Linked DNA regions of Mus musculus: region 2 is linked to region 1. Evidence: chromatin contacts called from public HiChIP or PLAC-seq data. All regions are on one chromosome and are shown on one strand. The core of a region is the stretch at or near the end of the contact, and the rest is flanking DNA. Distances in the headings are between cores, read along the strand shown.

The links. HiChIP or PLAC-seq counts read pairs in DNA pulled down with a chosen protein or histone mark.
Region 2: an H3K4me3 HiChIP or PLAC-seq map of embryonic basal ganglia shows a contact between it and region 1, with 5 times the contacts expected there. The contact joins two enhancer-like sites. A contact is called at or near these places in 1 of 39 promoter capture datasets (hippocampal neurons), 2 of 484 Hi-C or Micro-C datasets (both in embryonic stem cells), 3 of 115 datasets of contacts at active chromatin or transcription factors (embryonic basal ganglia and embryonic stem cells) and 1 of 9 other capture datasets (embryonic stem cells).

Annotation. Positions count from the first base shown.
Region 1 is chr8:108,942,977-108,946,647 of GRCm38.p6, forward strand. Zfhx3 (zinc finger homeobox 3) reads left to right here. Exons shown (of 10, transcript NM_007496.2): 8 at 2,126-2,228; 9 at 3,341-3,671. Among named protein-coding and RNA genes, the nearest start is that of Mir3108, 8.0 kb to the left of the region's middle. Within about 2 kb of position 1,610, at least 14 of the 459 cell types and tissues checked have an H3K27ac peak or open chromatin away from gene starts, as enhancers often do. A contact at or near this core is called in embryonic basal ganglia, where this site is marked.
Region 2 is chr8:109,462,849-109,466,519 of GRCm38.p6, forward strand. It overlaps a transcript of Pmfbp1 not described here. Among named protein-coding and RNA genes, the nearest start is that of Gm35145, 3.5 kb to the left of the region's middle. Within about 2 kb of position 1,968, at least 72 of the 459 cell types and tissues checked have an H3K27ac peak or open chromatin away from gene starts, as enhancers often do. A contact at or near this core is called in embryonic basal ganglia, where this site is marked.

The sequences.
Region 1 (3,671 bases), core at 360-2,859:
TAATTTTATTCTTTTTTACTCTGTAGGGCTTTTTTTTTTTACTTCTCATGATTCATTTTTTCATAATTCCTAAAGATCCCCCAAAAGGACTGATCCTGCAGCTACAACTGAGAAAAAAGGTGTGTGGGGGGGCTCTTTTTATTTTCCTTCTCTTTCTCTCCCTCTTACCCCCCACCTCGTGCTCCCCCTCGGCTGAAGAGGCTGAAGACTATAAATTAATCGGTGACCTTTCACTTCTTGGATTCCCGCTGGACTCCCCAACCACACTGGTCAGAAATGCTTTCTATTAAGGAGAAAATAGAACGAGTTTGGCAGTCCCCACTCTGTTCTGGGCAATTCAGCTAGCTAGCTCTACAGCAGCTGTCTGTCGCAGGCTCCATGCACTGTGGTGCAGCTGTCTGAAGGCGGGCACATGCCTTTCCCATTCACCTGCCACACACCTGCTCTGCCTAGCGCGGTGGGCCTTCTCCTCAAGACCCTTCTCTGGAGCGCCTATTGCTTAGGTTTTGTGTCTACTGGTTTCCAGACCTGTAAAACCCTATCTCGTGCACCTAAATACGAAGTCGTCTTTTTGGCCAGCAGCCACATTTGTTCTAGTTCCCCCTACTTGTTGAGCCTGTTGTTGGTGACACTAGCGGACTTGGCCAGCAGCTGTCTGAGAAAGGCAAGGATCTCACAACCTCTCAAATAATTTTTAAAATATTAAGTTTAAACAAGCGAAATTAGTCTTGCAGTGAAGTTTTGTCTGATTGGTCCAGCAGGGCCTCTGGGTGGGGCTAGGTACTATGCCACCTCCCGTTACTCCTCCAGCCATTGTCAAATTAAAGACAGTTTCTAGTGCATCTGGAATTGTTATCGATGTCAAATGTTCCTGCCTCGTGGCAAAGAGAGATTGCTGCCCACTCCCCTGTTAGTTTCCAGAGTGTCACACGTGTACACAATGAGACATGGTCATGCCTATGCCCCAGTTCGTCCTCCAACCCCACCCAAATGAGGTAGACAATCTGTAGGTCCCCCTGCAGACTGAGGAGCTATGGGTAGTGGGCACTTGCCGGGAAAGGGAGAATTGTTTGGTTTTTAAGGTTGTGGCCACTGGAGAGCTGTACTTGCAGGTTAGCGAACTCTTTAACTCTTGCAGGTTAGCGAACTCTTTAGATGGAGAGTCCTTATTCTTCGCCCGGATACTGAAGGCTGCCATGGCCTGTCACTGTCACACATCCAGAAGAGCCTGTGATAGGAGCTAGCTTCTGGCCCACACAGCAGGGAGGCAGAGCACAAAGTCTGAGGATCTGACCTAAAATGTAGCTACTTAGATCTTAGGGCTAATTATGGAAATGTTCCATTAGGGGCTAACGGCCCAGTCTCAGGGAAGGGGGCTTCCGTTGTAGAACGCTGTGCAGAATTAGCTGGATTGCTGGGATTCTGGGCACACGCTCCCTCTGATGCTGTGTGCCCCATGCATAAAAGGCTCTAGACGAAACTCTGGCTTAACGTGAGTCACAAGAACTGCTTGTTTGTGCTTGATGTCAGCTTGTAAAGGGTTACACGGTGTTGTTCCCTGGAAAAGCTGCCAGTGTGTGCGCGTCCTTAGCCTCCCTTTGTTCTCCTTTCTGCCTCTTACCCTTTCCTTCACTCCGCCAACTCCCCTCCTCTCCTCGCCTGAATACATTTTGAAAACAGTGCTACAATGCTCCCTGCTTCCAGATTACCGCGTACTTTACTAGGTATGATTTAATTAGGGCCCTTATTATGTTTGCGGTAGCTTAAGGTGGGCCTTTCAACTTATCTACCTAATTGGTTGCCCAAGAAGTTTCACAGCCCGTGACAAAACATTGTCAGTGATCAAAGTCAAAATTCTGCATAAAAGAAAAATATTAATAATAAGATTACTCTTCAAGTGTGCACTGCTAATTATGTCCAGAATGTAACCGTAGAAACACTTTTGACTGATGTGAGCTTTGTCTAATAAACATGAGTCTTCACTGAGCTATGCAAAGTGACACCTCCAGCTTCTACGCTGGTGAAGGCTAATTTTGCTTATTGAATACTTTTTAAACCTTTCGTATTTTGTGTCTGTTTTCCCCCGCGCCTTGACTCTGTCGTCTCGCTGCCTCTCTCCCCTCAGGTGACCGCTCCTGAGATGGTTATGCCTAGTAGCATGTTCCTCCCTGCTGCCGCTGCGGACCGAGATGGGAACTCCACTTTGGAAGAGGCAGGAAAGCAACCTGGTCAGTGTCGCTAATCATAATTCCTCCAGCCAGAAACAAGATGAATTCTTGGTCAAAAATCTCCATGGGGCACAAGGGCTGAGGGATTCTTTACAGTATATCCCAAGTGAATGGGGCTGATGGGTTTTATCAGCAAAGCCTGTGGCCTTTTAGGTCTTAGGAAGTATCTTGTAGTCAGTTTGCTCATGGACATCCCCATGGTGAACTCAGCCAAAGACATGGCTGCTAGAGCCTTGCCACTCAATGAGATCCCTCAGCTGTCTCTCTCACTACCTCTGCATAGAACGCTTGGAGTCTTCTGGAATCGCCTTGTTTAAACATACCGCTTGTAAGGACCATTGTCACAGGCGTTTCTGCTGCAGTAGTGAGATAGCTCTTAGGCCTCCGTGCTGGTTCTTTGCTCTCCTCAGTCTTGAGCACACTCTTACAGGCATCTAAGGTTCACACTGCCGGGGCCCAGCCCTCTTCCTTGTGACGTGGCCACATTAGAAGGAGACCTGGGAAGAGCCAGGGTACTTATGGATATGATGAACCTTTTTTTTTTTTTAAAGTAGTACAGTTAAATAATTAACTTTCCTGCTAACGTGAGCAGAGACCTGGGTTCTAGAAACAGTGATGTAAAAGCCAGGGGGGAGGGGTGTCACATTAAACACGAAACTAAATGCTTTCAAGAATCCTGAAACCCTAAATGCAGGACTTCCTCACAGCTTAGGACAGCATTAGTGCAGCTGCCCCTGACAACAGACCTGATGTGCTAAAATTCCTATAACCAAAAAAGTGGGCGTGAATGGTACCCTTGAGACCAGTAACCTTCAGATGACCTTTTGAGAAACCGAGGCTTCAGAATTAAATACAGTTAGGAGACTGTTGGGTCTATGCTATGACACAGGCCTGTTACGAATTGGGCCTATATATAATATAGCCTTCTTCCTATCCATCTGTTCTTGGGCACCTTGGTTATGTGCGTATTCTACTGGCCCTGTGGAGAGACTTTGGCACTCGGTTGGATGTTTCCTGTGTTCATAAAGCCGGGCTAGATAACCGCTCTGGGTGCCACCCTGGAAACAAAGCCTTCTTCATCTTTGGGCTTGATGTGTTTGTATTTTTCACAGAAGCGTCAGAGGACCCGGGAAAGAACATCTTGCCACCTGCAAGCATGGAGCACGGCGGGGACCTCAAGCCGACCTCTGCTGACCCCAGCTGCGGGAGAGAAGACTCAGGCTTCCTCTGCTGGAAGAAGGGGTGCAACCAGGTCTTCAAAACCTCCGCCACACTGCAGACCCATTTCAACGAGGTGCACGCCAAGAGGCCCCAGCTGCCCGTGTCAGACCGCCACGTGTATAAGTACCGCTGCAACCAGTGCAGCCTGGCTTTCAAGACCATTGAAAAGCTGCAGCTCCACTCTCAGTACCACGTGATCAGAGCCGCCACCATGTGCTGCCT
Region 2 (3,671 bases), core at 718-3,217, 520 kb after region 1:
ACACCTTTAATTCCCAGCGCTTGGGAGGCAGAGACTTGGATCTAGGTGTCCAAGACCAGCTTCATTTACAAAGCAAGTTCCAGCAAGGCCAAGGTTATCAAGAGAAACCCTGTCTCAAGAAAACAACAACAACACCAACAACAAAAATAAAACAAAAGTAAAATAATACTCTAAAAAGAAAAAAAAAATACTCAACTTTGTGACTAGAGGCAATTACCAGTTTAAAAACAAAACAACAACAATAAAAACTACCTTTCCTCACAGCCCAGCAGGTAGGAGCTAGCAAGCTGGCTCCTACCTACAAGGGAACCTTGGAACCCTGCTCTGTACATAGGCAAGTGTGGGGCCAGGCTGTTTGACAAGGACCTTCTAGGGACTCCCCCACAGCAGGGCTGGCAGAGAGCCATGCTTAGCGTGTGGTTTTTCTCTTTCTGAATCCAAACATTGTGCCACTGACACCAAATTCATCACGTGACTTCTCTTCTCTCTGGCTGCTTCTCTCCCCATCTACCCCATGAAGATTTCCATAGTTACCAAGTTCTTTATGTAGAGCCAGAACCCCTGACAGCCACCTATCCTAATTCCACAGGGCCATTATGCCTCCCCTGGGCTTGCATCACATTCCCTGTCCCACCACAGTGTTAGAACAATGGTCAGGTACTGGCTGAGAAAGGCATTTGCAATGATGTCTTCCTCAGCCATTTAGAGACACCCACCCACTAATGCAAGCCACCACAGAAACTACCTTTTTTTTTCCTCCCCCCCCCCAAAAAAAAAAAGATATCCAATAATTTCCCTATTTTTAAGGTTCCTTTTGCGTGACCTTCAACATGGACTCTCTGAGAGCTGGACTCTACCTAGACTCCATTTAGTTATTCCAGCAGGTTTTACATCTTTTTTAAAGTAGCATCCATAAAAGAGGAAGGTCACTGGAGGGCTAGGGCCATGCAAAGACTGTCAGCTAGGAGGACTCCGCCTCCTGCCTCTGAACACAGACAGACTGCTGACAACACCTGAACCAAGGGGCCAGAGGTGACCTTGGGCTGGAAACAAAGGACTAAACCCGGAAGAACGATTTCCCCCGTCCCTGCAGCAAGACGGGCAACTCACCCTAGGCTGCCCAAGAGCACGGAAAACAAAGGCTCATTTGGCATCTCTGATACCATCTTTGGAAGTGAATAAGACAAATAGCTTAAAAGGGGAGGAGGGATCGATGACACGGCTAACTTGAGACTGTCCGTATGAGACACTCTGATTTATCAGCCTTCATGGAAGCTGATAAGCTCTCGAAATGAGTGTTCTGTGATAGGCGGCTGTACCTCCTGGGCGTCTGGGCTGCTCCCCTGGTTGGGGGGCCGGGAGGGAGGTGACTGTGATGGAGACTGAAAACTCACCCTTTGATTCCATTATTCACTGACCCCATGGGCTTTGCCTCATTATGATGGGGCTGTTAATTGTGCTATTCCAAAGCACAGTCAAAAGCTGACAGAAATTGTATTTCACAACAGGTTTAGGGGAAAGGGGTGGGGGTGGGGTGGGGCGACTATTGCTGTCTTTTTTTTTTTTATTGGTATTATTATAAAGGCTGTGTTTCTTGCATTAGCAGCCAGAGTCAGAGAAAACCGCACGGCCACGTGGGAAGGAGAAGGGCAGTTCTCCCCAGGGCAGGGGGATGTGCGGGATCCAGCAGGCAGAGGGAAGCTATTATTGCAGATAAGAATAAGAAAATGGAGCTGTAAAGTGGGCGAGTAGCCGGGTTGAATATTGGTGTTGAACAGCGTCTGAGCGCCGGCTGGCACTGCCTGAGTAAGATTAAAATCTGCAGGGAAATTTTGTTCCTTGGCACTGGCAGAAATTAGGAATAAATTCAATTGCATTCTGCACAATAGCTGGAAGCGATTGAGGTTAAGTGGCCTCGCTCTCTGATGTGTTAGTATTACTGAGCGCTCTCCGCTCACGTGACTCTGCTCTTGGAACAGGTCGCCATGGCAACTGATGATTTCTATTACAGTACATTCAAGTTCACATTCTAGGCCTGTCATACACTTGGAAATTTCCAGTTAAAATATTTATTTATGAAAAAGGCAAAAGAAAAAAAAAAGAAATGAAATGAAGGAAGAGAAGGAAAAGAAAGGAAAAGCCCCCGTCAGACTCTTGCAAGGGTGGAAAACAAGTCACCTCTGATGCAGAATGATTCGTCTGTAAACAAGGAGAGAGTGTTCTATTTTCTCTTAGCTATTGCCACCAAACAAAACATTTCCCATGGGGGGATGGGCCAACTTTGTTGGGGAGAGGGGCAAGTTAGCATCATACCTACCTAGGTCTGGTGTGCAGGTGTGTGTGTTGTGGAGCCGAGGCAGAGCGACCAAGGCAGTCTGGAAAAGCCACAGCTCTGAGTTTCCACCCCACTCTCAGAGACACATGGTTCTGATTTCTGCTGCCCACTAAGCCTCTGCACTTCATCTTACTCAATGCTCAGCAGCAAAAGAGCTGCTGTCACCTCTCAGCCATAACCACGAGGCAGAGAGATTTCTTGTCATGGGTCAATTCTGTGGGGGTCCCCAAAGGTCCTCAAAGCTGACCCCAATAGAGGAGGAGGCAGCCTGGGGCGTAACATGGAAGACTGCTCTCTCATGGAAGCCATAACCCTGCTCCATAATGATGCTTTCTGTGACTTGTACTTCCACTGGGCACTTCCAAAAAGACCCCGGGGACAGCCCTTGCCCATCCCTACCCGTCTACTAACCTAGGAAGGGTTATACATGTCCACTGGCTTGCCCCTGGAAAAAGGCAAGCTAAGGGTTAAACTAAACCTTTCCTGGGAGAGAAGTCATTATTTCCTGGCCAAGAATTATGCAGGGATGGCTTGCTAACAAGGCCTCCTAGCTTTGTGTATGTTTTCCCCTTAGTCAGGCATATTAAATATGTTAATAAAAGATTCCCCAAAGCTTTCTCTATCAGAAGCTTCCAGGTGGCTGCAGTGACCCTGGGTGCCCAATTACCTGGTGAGGTCACCCCATGACTCACAGATGGAGCTCTCTCTCTCAATCTCTCTCTCTCTCTCTCTCTCTCTCTCTCAAAATCTCCACACTCTCTTTTTGCTCGTGGCTTCTGCTAAGCCTGGTTACAATCGCATGCAGCTCTGTGGCCAGAACCCATTATGTAAAGCAAGGCAGTGTCTCCTGCCCTTGCCTAGCTGTGAGAGCCATAGGCTACTACTAGTGTAAAATATGGATCGCTAGTGTGTCTCAGACCAGCAGAGTCAGAATCTCCAGGTGATTCTGCATCCTTAAAACCAACTAAATTTGGCAAGTGCTGCCCGTAGACCATCGAGCAGGCTAGTGATACTATGGCTGTCTGTGGGTATGTGTGTGCACGGACACATACCTACGCAAGTGTCCAGGTGTGCCAAAGAACAATGGCAGGCATCTCAGTTGGTCTCCAAACAGTTTTGGTTTTTTGGTTTTTTGGTTTTTGTTTTTGTTTTTGTTTTGAGATAGAATCTCTCTAGGAAACTGGAGCTCACCTATCTAGATAGACTGGCTGGGTAGCAGGCTCCCAGGACCATGCTGTCTGTCTCTGCCTCCCTGGTGTTGGAATTACAGACACATACCACCGTGCCTGATGTTTACAGAGATGCTGTGGAGTCAAGCATGGGCTTTCATACTTGC